Linked DNA regions of Astyanax mexicanus: region 1 is linked to region 2. A link is a contact called in public Hi-C data. All regions are on one chromosome and are shown on one strand. Each heading gives the region's core, a stretch centred on a gene start, on an enhancer-like site or on the middle of the called end of the contact. The rest is flanking DNA. Distances are from core to core; before and after follow the strand shown.

The links. A called contact is a pair of places that touch in the nucleus more often than the background predicts.
Region 1: a Hi-C map of muscle shows a contact between it and region 2, with 10 times the contacts expected there. The contact joins the promoter of akt3a here to the enhancer-like site in region 2. A contact is called at or near these places in 2 of 3 Hi-C or Micro-C datasets (both in muscle).

The regions. Positions count from the first base shown.
Region 1 is chr7:22,872,148-22,876,354 of AstMex3_surface, reverse strand. akt3a (v-akt murine thymoma viral oncogene homolog 3a) reads left to right here and starts at 2,068. Exons shown (of 14, transcript XM_007234678.4): 1 at 2,068-2,367.
Region 2 is chr7:22,781,623-22,785,826 of AstMex3_surface, reverse strand. All of the region lies in intron 2 of akt3a (v-akt murine thymoma viral oncogene homolog 3a), which reads left to right. Among protein-coding and RNA genes, the nearest start is that of akt3a, 91 kb to the left of the region's middle. Within about 2 kb of position 1,911, the one cell type or tissue checked has an H3K27ac peak away from gene starts, as active enhancers do.

The DNA of each region.
Region 1 (4,207 bases), core at 819-3,318, 90 kb before region 2:
ATGATTCCAAGCTTTGAAGTGCATCAAAAAAATGTGTAACAAGAAAACAAAGATTACTTTCATCTTCAGTGCAACTTGATTAAAGAACTAGATTATACTATTTAGACTGATAACCTCTTTCAATTAAGAATGCAGATTTAAACATGCAGATTTAGCTACATGAGGTCAAGCATTTATTTTAGTTTTTTTTTAAACAGCAATAAAAACTTGACGTCAATCTATTAAACAAATTATGTACTGAATTTTGAAGGACTAGTATTTTGAAGCCTTGCTCTAATGAAATTAGACTACAATGCTGATGAATGGATGAGGGATTGTAAGAGTGGGCATGCAGGACATGGCAGTAGAAGAGGCACTCTAAATCACTTAAGCATATCTAAGTGGATTTAATGAGATCTGTAAAAAGCATGTGTTACTTAGCCTACATGCTGCTAATTGGCTAGCATGCTGTATGTAGAGTACGTTATCTCGTGTGTGGAGAGCCGTCACACCAGCAGTCTACAGAAAATAGGACTACACGCAGTCAATTAGTCTATACTATAGACTGTGAAATCAGAACATCATAGGCTACTATTAAGGTGACCATACGTCCTCTTTTCCCTGAACAGGTACTTTTTTTTAAATCTAAAATATAGATTTGGAGTGTACAGGTTGAATTTCCAAACTTCATAAATTGTCTGGGATTTCTTACTGTTTTTAATATGTAAATGTATTTAACATGCAAATTTGAGTTTTTTTTTTACAAAAACCTTCGATTTAAAAAAACTGTAAACAATAATTTTCATTTAATTTGACAGAGACAATGTAATGTTTCTAGTACAAAGGATTAGGTGCTGGAGTCTGCATTAGATATTACACTGATAACTGGTGGCATCATTTAATTAAAATATATATTTTTATGTTGTTTACTTGTAAGACACAGTAGTGTAAGCAAAGTTAATTATTTAGCCATATAGGCTGTCTAGAATATTTACAAGTCTTAGTCAATGAGTTTATTTTAGAGGTGCATTTTAAAGTGTAAAAAATGGCTGGATTTTCTCAGTCAGCTTTATGAGTCACCTGGAAAAGCATTCAGTTAACAGCTGTTCTAAACTTATCAAGAGTTAATTAGTTGAATTTATTGCCTCCTAATGTGTTTCAGAGCATCAGTTGTGTTGTGAAGAGGTAGAGTTGGTATATAGTGAATAGACCTACTGGTATTTAAATAATGTTCTAATCCATATAATGGCAATAATTACTCAGTAATTAAAGAAATAATGAAACTGTAATTTCTGTTCTGACTGGTTGTATCAGAGGTGTCAACAAAGTACAAATACTTTTACTTCTTCATTTACCTCTACATTTTCATTTAATTATCTGAGCATTATACTCCATGCCTTTTTAAAATAGTCGTTGTTACTCCTATTTCATTTCAGTTTGTTTTAATTGGGGCTTTTATTGGTCCAAAAAAAACTCTATCCAGATAAATCTCTCCATCCAGATAAAGTGAATTTGATTGTGGTTGGATAAGAAGTATAAACATATATCATTCTGATACCCTCTTGGTTAACATGCAATCCATCGCACCTGCACACGTCATGCCTCTTTAATATATTTGCTAAAATTGTACTAAAATGCATTAATTTATGGGCTTATATGCAGCTAAAACAGGCAGCTATTGACATCCCAATTTTTTTAACATTAACATTTTAGTCTTTTAGTCATTATTACTTTTGGGGAGAGGGGGGTTCCCTCTTTTATTACTTTTACTTTTATACTTTAAGTAGTTTAAAAAGCAGTACTTTTACACTGTTGCCTGAGTTGATATTCAGCTTCTATAGAGGTATTTATAAACCCTAGTATCTATACTTCTTTCTACCTGAGTAATGGAGGTATATAATTTAATGAGAGCGTTGTTGTGTATTCAGACAGTACAGAGAGAGAGAATAACGCTCAGGTGCTGTTAATGCGAGCGTCAAGCAGAAGAGCCATCCTCCCGTCCTTCTCCTCATCCCGCTCTCCGAGTCTCGCGAGAACTCGGTCTGGCCGGGGTCCCGCGCGGGGAGTGACGGCGGCGTGTTACGTCAGTGACTCGCCTGAAAGTCAACACCGAGCGGCGGCGGCGGCGCGAGGAGCTCTGAGCTCGGCGGAGCGCGAGAGCGAGAGACGGGAGGACTGACGGCGGGGTGAGCAGCAGCTGCCGCCGCCGTGCTTTTCTCCGGCTCTGTAGGGCCGTTACCACAGTCAGGGCGGGCCGGGCGAGGCTGCTGTCACCGCGCCGCGTGTTGTAGTTACAGCAGCGGGCTGAGGAAGATCCCTCACTCCGCCAGTCCGGGAAACTGCTGCTGCGGCTGGAGAGGGGGTGAACCCCGCCAGCGCCGGCGCCAGGTAAACACAGATGAGTGTGAGCGCAGGGAGGGCGGCCGGCCGCGCTGCTGTGATGCGGTTGTCAGTCAGTAAGCCGAGCTCGCTGGATGTTAAGCGGCCGCCTCCCTCACAGCTGAGCCGGGCTGGATGCTGCGGCGCGGAGGCAGAGAGAGTTATTAGCTGTCTGTGTACAGATAACAGCAGCACGAGGATGGAGAGGGTGGAGAAGGCAGCTGCTGCTGCTGTTGTCTATCTGCTTTACGGCCTTGTTTGTTTGTTGTGTGGTACACAACTCATTATAACGCCTGGTAGTGTAACTGAAATATGTATTGTAACGTTACTGGTTGGACCTGCCAGTCAGCTAGTTAACCAGATTAGCTAGCAACCACACCATGTCTGATACTGGAGTTCAATTCCTGCTCTGTCTGACATAATATGATATCCAGGTAAATCAGTGTAATTTTACGTAAATTGCTTAAAGACAGTAGTAGTTCTGCAAATAAAAAAAGTAATAAAAAATATAAATACAAACATAATATAATAATTATATTCACAGATGCAGAATTTTATTCACATTTATTTTAAGTCATATTTTATATTTTGGAGATGCAGACAATCAGTAGTAGTTCTGGAAAAATTATATAGAAATATAATATTTATACAGTATCTACTGATATTCACAGGTGCAGAATTTTATTCACATTTATTTCAGTTTAAAGTTAAAAGTTACAACATGTGGGGAAACTGGTTTAATTCCTGCTCTGGGCGACTCTGCTCAAAATATGAAATATAAATCAGTATAATTGTGCATATTTTGGAAATGCTGACAATGAATAATAGTTCTAAAAATATAGCAATCAAATCAAATAAAAATATTTATAGAGTATCTACTGATATTCACAGATGCAGAATTCTATTCACATTGATTTCACTTTAAAGTTAAACGTTTTTTCCATCTCCGGTAATATACTGATCTACTGGAAATCCAAAATAAAATATATATGCAACTTATACAGGGTGAATCAGCAGCTAGCTACCACACTATGAGGAATACTGAGGTTTAATTCCTGGTCCGGTTGACTGTGCTCATTATATGACGTATATATCAGAGTTTTTTTTGGAAATGTTGAAATTCAGTAGTTCTGCAAAAAAGGCACTAAATAAATAGCTATGAGAAATGTAAATGTTACTTCCTTCTCTACAAAGAATAATAGCCCCAGAACTGACTATGAACATCTTGTTCATAGTGATTTGGCTGCAATTAGACCTTATAATAAAGGGTTTTATTGGATAATGAGCTCTCTCTAATACATCAAAATTTTGGGAATTCTCTCAGGTACCCATTCAGTTCACCAATAGCATTAAATTATCCAGCTTTAACTTATAAAGCTGGTTCCCATGGTTTAAATCGCTGTGCATAGCTAACCCTACTTTTGGCTATGCATGCAGACAGTAGCTGGTGTGACTGTGTGTGACTAGTATGTATGTACTGTGTGTGTGTGTGTGTGAGACTGTGCATGCATGACAGTGTTTATATCCGTGCTTACTCAGGCATTGTGTCCCTCGCTAATTAAAGCACCACCGACAACAACAAACAGAGCTAGAAGGCTTGTCTGCTCGTCAGCCATTATAAGCGCTAAGCACTGTAGGAATAACAACCAGCAGCACTGACAGACCTAAAACAGCACAGACAGGCTGACCAGTGACTGGATGCTGTGTTGACTGACTGACATGCTTTAAGAAGATGCTGGAGTCTATGTGTGGACGTACTGTACATTTAGAGTTGCTACAGACAGACAGAAAGACAGACAGACAGAGGATCTATAGATAGCAATAAAATTAGAAAAGAAGAAGAAGGTAA
Region 2 (4,204 bases), core at 662-3,161:
GTTACAGCTCTTTCTTGTATCTGTGGAAAAAAGTCAGGAGGTAAATAAGTTATATGGCTTTAAGTGCAGGGCCTGATTCCCTGGCTGAAGCAGCAGGAGCAGCAGGAACAGGAACAGTAGTGGTAGTGAATGTGGGGCAGCCTTTTCCTGGTGTGGGACTGTATGGAACTGGCTGTTCTATTCTGTTACACTAAGCTGCTGGGGACTGTAAGTGGAACGAGAAGGCTGTGTTCCCGCTTAGCTACTGTTTCAGGCAGGGCGTACCTGACAGCTATCGCAGGGGGAAAAACACTGCACTAAATTTCTTATGAAGATTTTTATTTAGCGCTCGCTACTAGTTAACTGGCCAAGTTTTAGTTCTGAGAAACTAGAGGTGAATACTGTTTTCATAGATATTTGGGTTGTCAAAAGATTATAATCAATCCGTTAATTAATTTGGATTAGTTTCATTTTGTATTTTTTCATATCTTATTTTCTAAAATTTGATTCTAAAGAATTTGTAGGTATTTTTATATATATAAAAAAACTTGTGGTTCATTTACTGCTTTTATTAATCAAGAAAACAAATTGTATTGTGTGAGCAAGAGGGTGAAAACTAGCACATGCCTCCTCTGATACATGTGAAGTCAGCCACCGCCTCTTTTCAAACTCCTGCTGATGCAGATTTGCAAAGTAGCATCACAGCGCACTCGGAGGAAACCGCAGTGACTCGGTTTCCAATACATCAGCTCACAGATGCCTTGTGCTGATCTACATCACCTTTTAGAGTGATGTGAGGAGAGAGCGCCATCTACCCACCCGGAGAGAGCAAGACTGATTGTGTTCTCTCAGGGCTCTGGCAGCTGATGGCAAGCTGCATGAACAGGATTCGAACAAGCGATCTCCTGATTATAGTGGCAGCACTTAGCCATTCAGAGGTGGAGTTGTTTGTGTGCTTTGGATCATTGTCCTGCTGCAGAACCCAAGTAAACCTGAGCTTGAGGTCATAAACAGATGGCCGGACATTCTCCTTCAGGATTTTCTGGTAAACAGCAGAATTTCGTTTTCCAGATCCTTAAGCAGCAAAGCAGCCTCAGATTATTACACTACCACCACCATGTTTTACGTTCAGTATAATGTGCTTTTTCTGAAATCATGTGATACTTTTTACACCAGATGTAATGCGACACACACCTTTCAAAAAGTTCCACTTTTGTTACGTCAGTTCAATGAATATTTGCCCAAATCATTAAGATATTTTTTTGGTAAATGTGATACGAGCTGTTGTGTTCTTTTTGGTCAACAGTGTTTTTGCTATGAAACTCTGCCATTGACCATTTTTAACCAGTCTCTTTCTTATTATTGAATGATTAAAACTGACCTTAACTGAGACCTTAACTGCAGTCGTTTAAATGTTGTTCTGGGTTCTTTTGTGACCTCCTGGATGAGTTGTCCATGCCCTTTTGGAATTATTTCGGTCGGACGGCCACTCTACAGGTCTGGCTGTGTTAAGTAGTGGGGGGGCTCTTTTATTTTCACAATGAGCTAGATTGGTTTGGATAGTTTTATTTTTTTCGCTTAATAAATGAAATCCTCATTTCAAAAGTACTTTTTGTATTTAATCAGGTTGTATTTGTCTGATACTAAAGTTTGTAAGTATGACAAAAATGTGAAAATGAAAGAAATCTGTAAGTGGGCAAAAACTTTTTTTATGTCACTGTATATATTTAACAGTATGTCCTTAAGTGTGTGAAACAAGTGAACAAGTGTGTGTTTGTGCATCTGCCGGTCCCACAGTTCTTTGTGGGTATCGTTTCCCTTTTTTCATGCACGAACCCCCATAAATAATTCACATCCTTTTCTCCTCATCACCTCCTTTGGCCAAACTTTCCTACACAAAGCCTGTGCTGCACTCGCTGCCGCAGCCGCCGCCACCGCCGCAGCCCTCTGGATAATTATAGCTGCAGCTGCTTACAGACTGGCCTCCCCAACAGTTTGCTCCACGGGTGAGGGGTGTGTGTGTGTGTGTGTGAGTGTGTGAGTGAGTGTGTGTGAAACGGAACACCTGTTTGTTGTGGGCTCTCCAGATGACTGCTGTAGTCAAAGCCTGTGAATGGGGTGTGTGTGGAGGGGAGGGAGGGAAGGAGAAGAGACAGAGAGAGAGAGTGTGTGTGTGTGAGAGAGAGCGTGTGAGCATGAGTGTGTGAGTGTGTGTGTGTGTGTGTATGCAGAGGACTGGTCTCCCACCCTTCAGAGTTCTCACCCAGGCTTCCTGCTGATCTGTCTCGCGGCCTGACTGGAGGAAAGAAAGAGCCGGTCATCTGGCTCACACCACAGAGGCTGCAGCTCACCCAGCTTTTGTTGTCTGTCGCCTCCTCCCCTGTTCTCTCTCTCTCTCTTTCTCTCTCTCTTTCTATCTGCTGTCTATAATTATAAATGGAGAGTAATGAAGTTCTGTCAGTGTGACTTTTCTCTTTTTAATAACTAGACGTTTAGTTTGACGATGCTCTGTTTAGAAAAACATGCTTCAGCCTTAGATAGATACTGCAAGCAGAAGACAGTAGATACTGTATATAGTCTGTATAGTGTATATATAGACATACAGCACATATATGATATGTTTTACTCGCTAGATTTAATGGTACACATCTTCTCAGGCAGTGGAAGAGATCAGCAGAGGTCGGGTTGAGGCAGAGGCTTGTGCTGCCCTCTTGCTGTGGCTCTGGGCGTTGGTTTATCCTCCGCTGCCTCCTGGGGAAGAGGATTATTAGGAAACAGCTGCAGACTGAGGAGCGTTTGAGTGTGAGGTCTAAGTGTGGCTCGGTTAGGGGTGGTTATATTGTTATAATAGTACACTGTTCTGAGAAGGTGGGGGATTTTTTTTATTTTAACACTAATAGAGTATTGAACAAAAGTTTATATCATATTAATAGAATATTTTTGTGTTTATTTCCATTTCAGCAGTTTGTTGTATTCTGTTGCATTCTAATGTGTTTTCAGATCCATAAAAAGTCTTACAAATTCTCATGAATTCATAAAGTCTCATTAAAAGTCTCAAAAGTTTATTAATCAAAAAGAAATTACTCAATTTAGTTTGTCTGTCTATTTTCCAAAGGTCTTAAAATGTCACAGCCATTTTAAATAATTGTTTTTTTGTTTAAGTTCATTGCATTTTGCAGTTTCCATATTTCCTTTGTATGTTAGTTTACTAGTTTTAACTTTAGACTGAATTAATTGGAGCTAACAACATTATTAACATTATTTTATAGATGCCAAATCTAGTGCAAAACATAAGCCCAACTGAGCTCTGGACCTTTTTTTAGTTACAAAAAGCTCATTTCTTATATTTATAATTGTTTGAAATATCAGTTTGTCAGAAACCTTTGAAAGCTTAATATTTTGTTATTGCCAAATTTTTGTCAACTATTATTATTATTATTATTATTATTATTATTATTATTATTATTATTATTATTATTATTATTATTATTCAAAAATGTTGAATTGAATTTACACATATCTGCAGATACCCTGTATCTGTATACCATGTATTTAAAGTTCATAATGATTAGACCAATATAAATTCTTCAGTATATTTTTATATAAAATCTGCTTACATTAGGGGTGTGCCAAATCATATTGTATCATATGCAATAACATCCTCAAAATGTTCTGACACACACCAAAAAAATACATATCGTGATATCACAAATTTTTTTTTGTATCTATTTAGCTTTTTACTGCATTTACTTTTTTTTGTTCACATGCTCTAAATATGCTACATTTTATTTTGTGGTACATTTTTGTAATCTTTAATTTTTATTTGTTACACTATTATTATTTAATGTAAAATATTTTCTTTGTTTCTGTTTACCAGTTTTATTTGTATATTGTTTGTACTGAATGTACTGAAAAAAAAAATTGTTGCAGTAGTATGTTCTACTTTTAAATTTATTTCCAACTTTTCCCATTTTCTCCCAATTTAGCTTGCCCTATTGTCCCACCCTTTTAGCTGCTACTTATCTGTTTATCCCCCATCACTAGTGATGCTACAACACTAGGAGGGTGACACATGTAAAGTCAGACTTGGCCTCTTTTCAAACTGCTTCTGATGCAGTATATTCTTGAGTTAATTTAAAAAGCTCTTCTTTTATATTGCCAAGAATATCGCTATTGTAAAAATTCCCTGAAATATTATGATTGTGAGTTAGTTTACATAGACTCT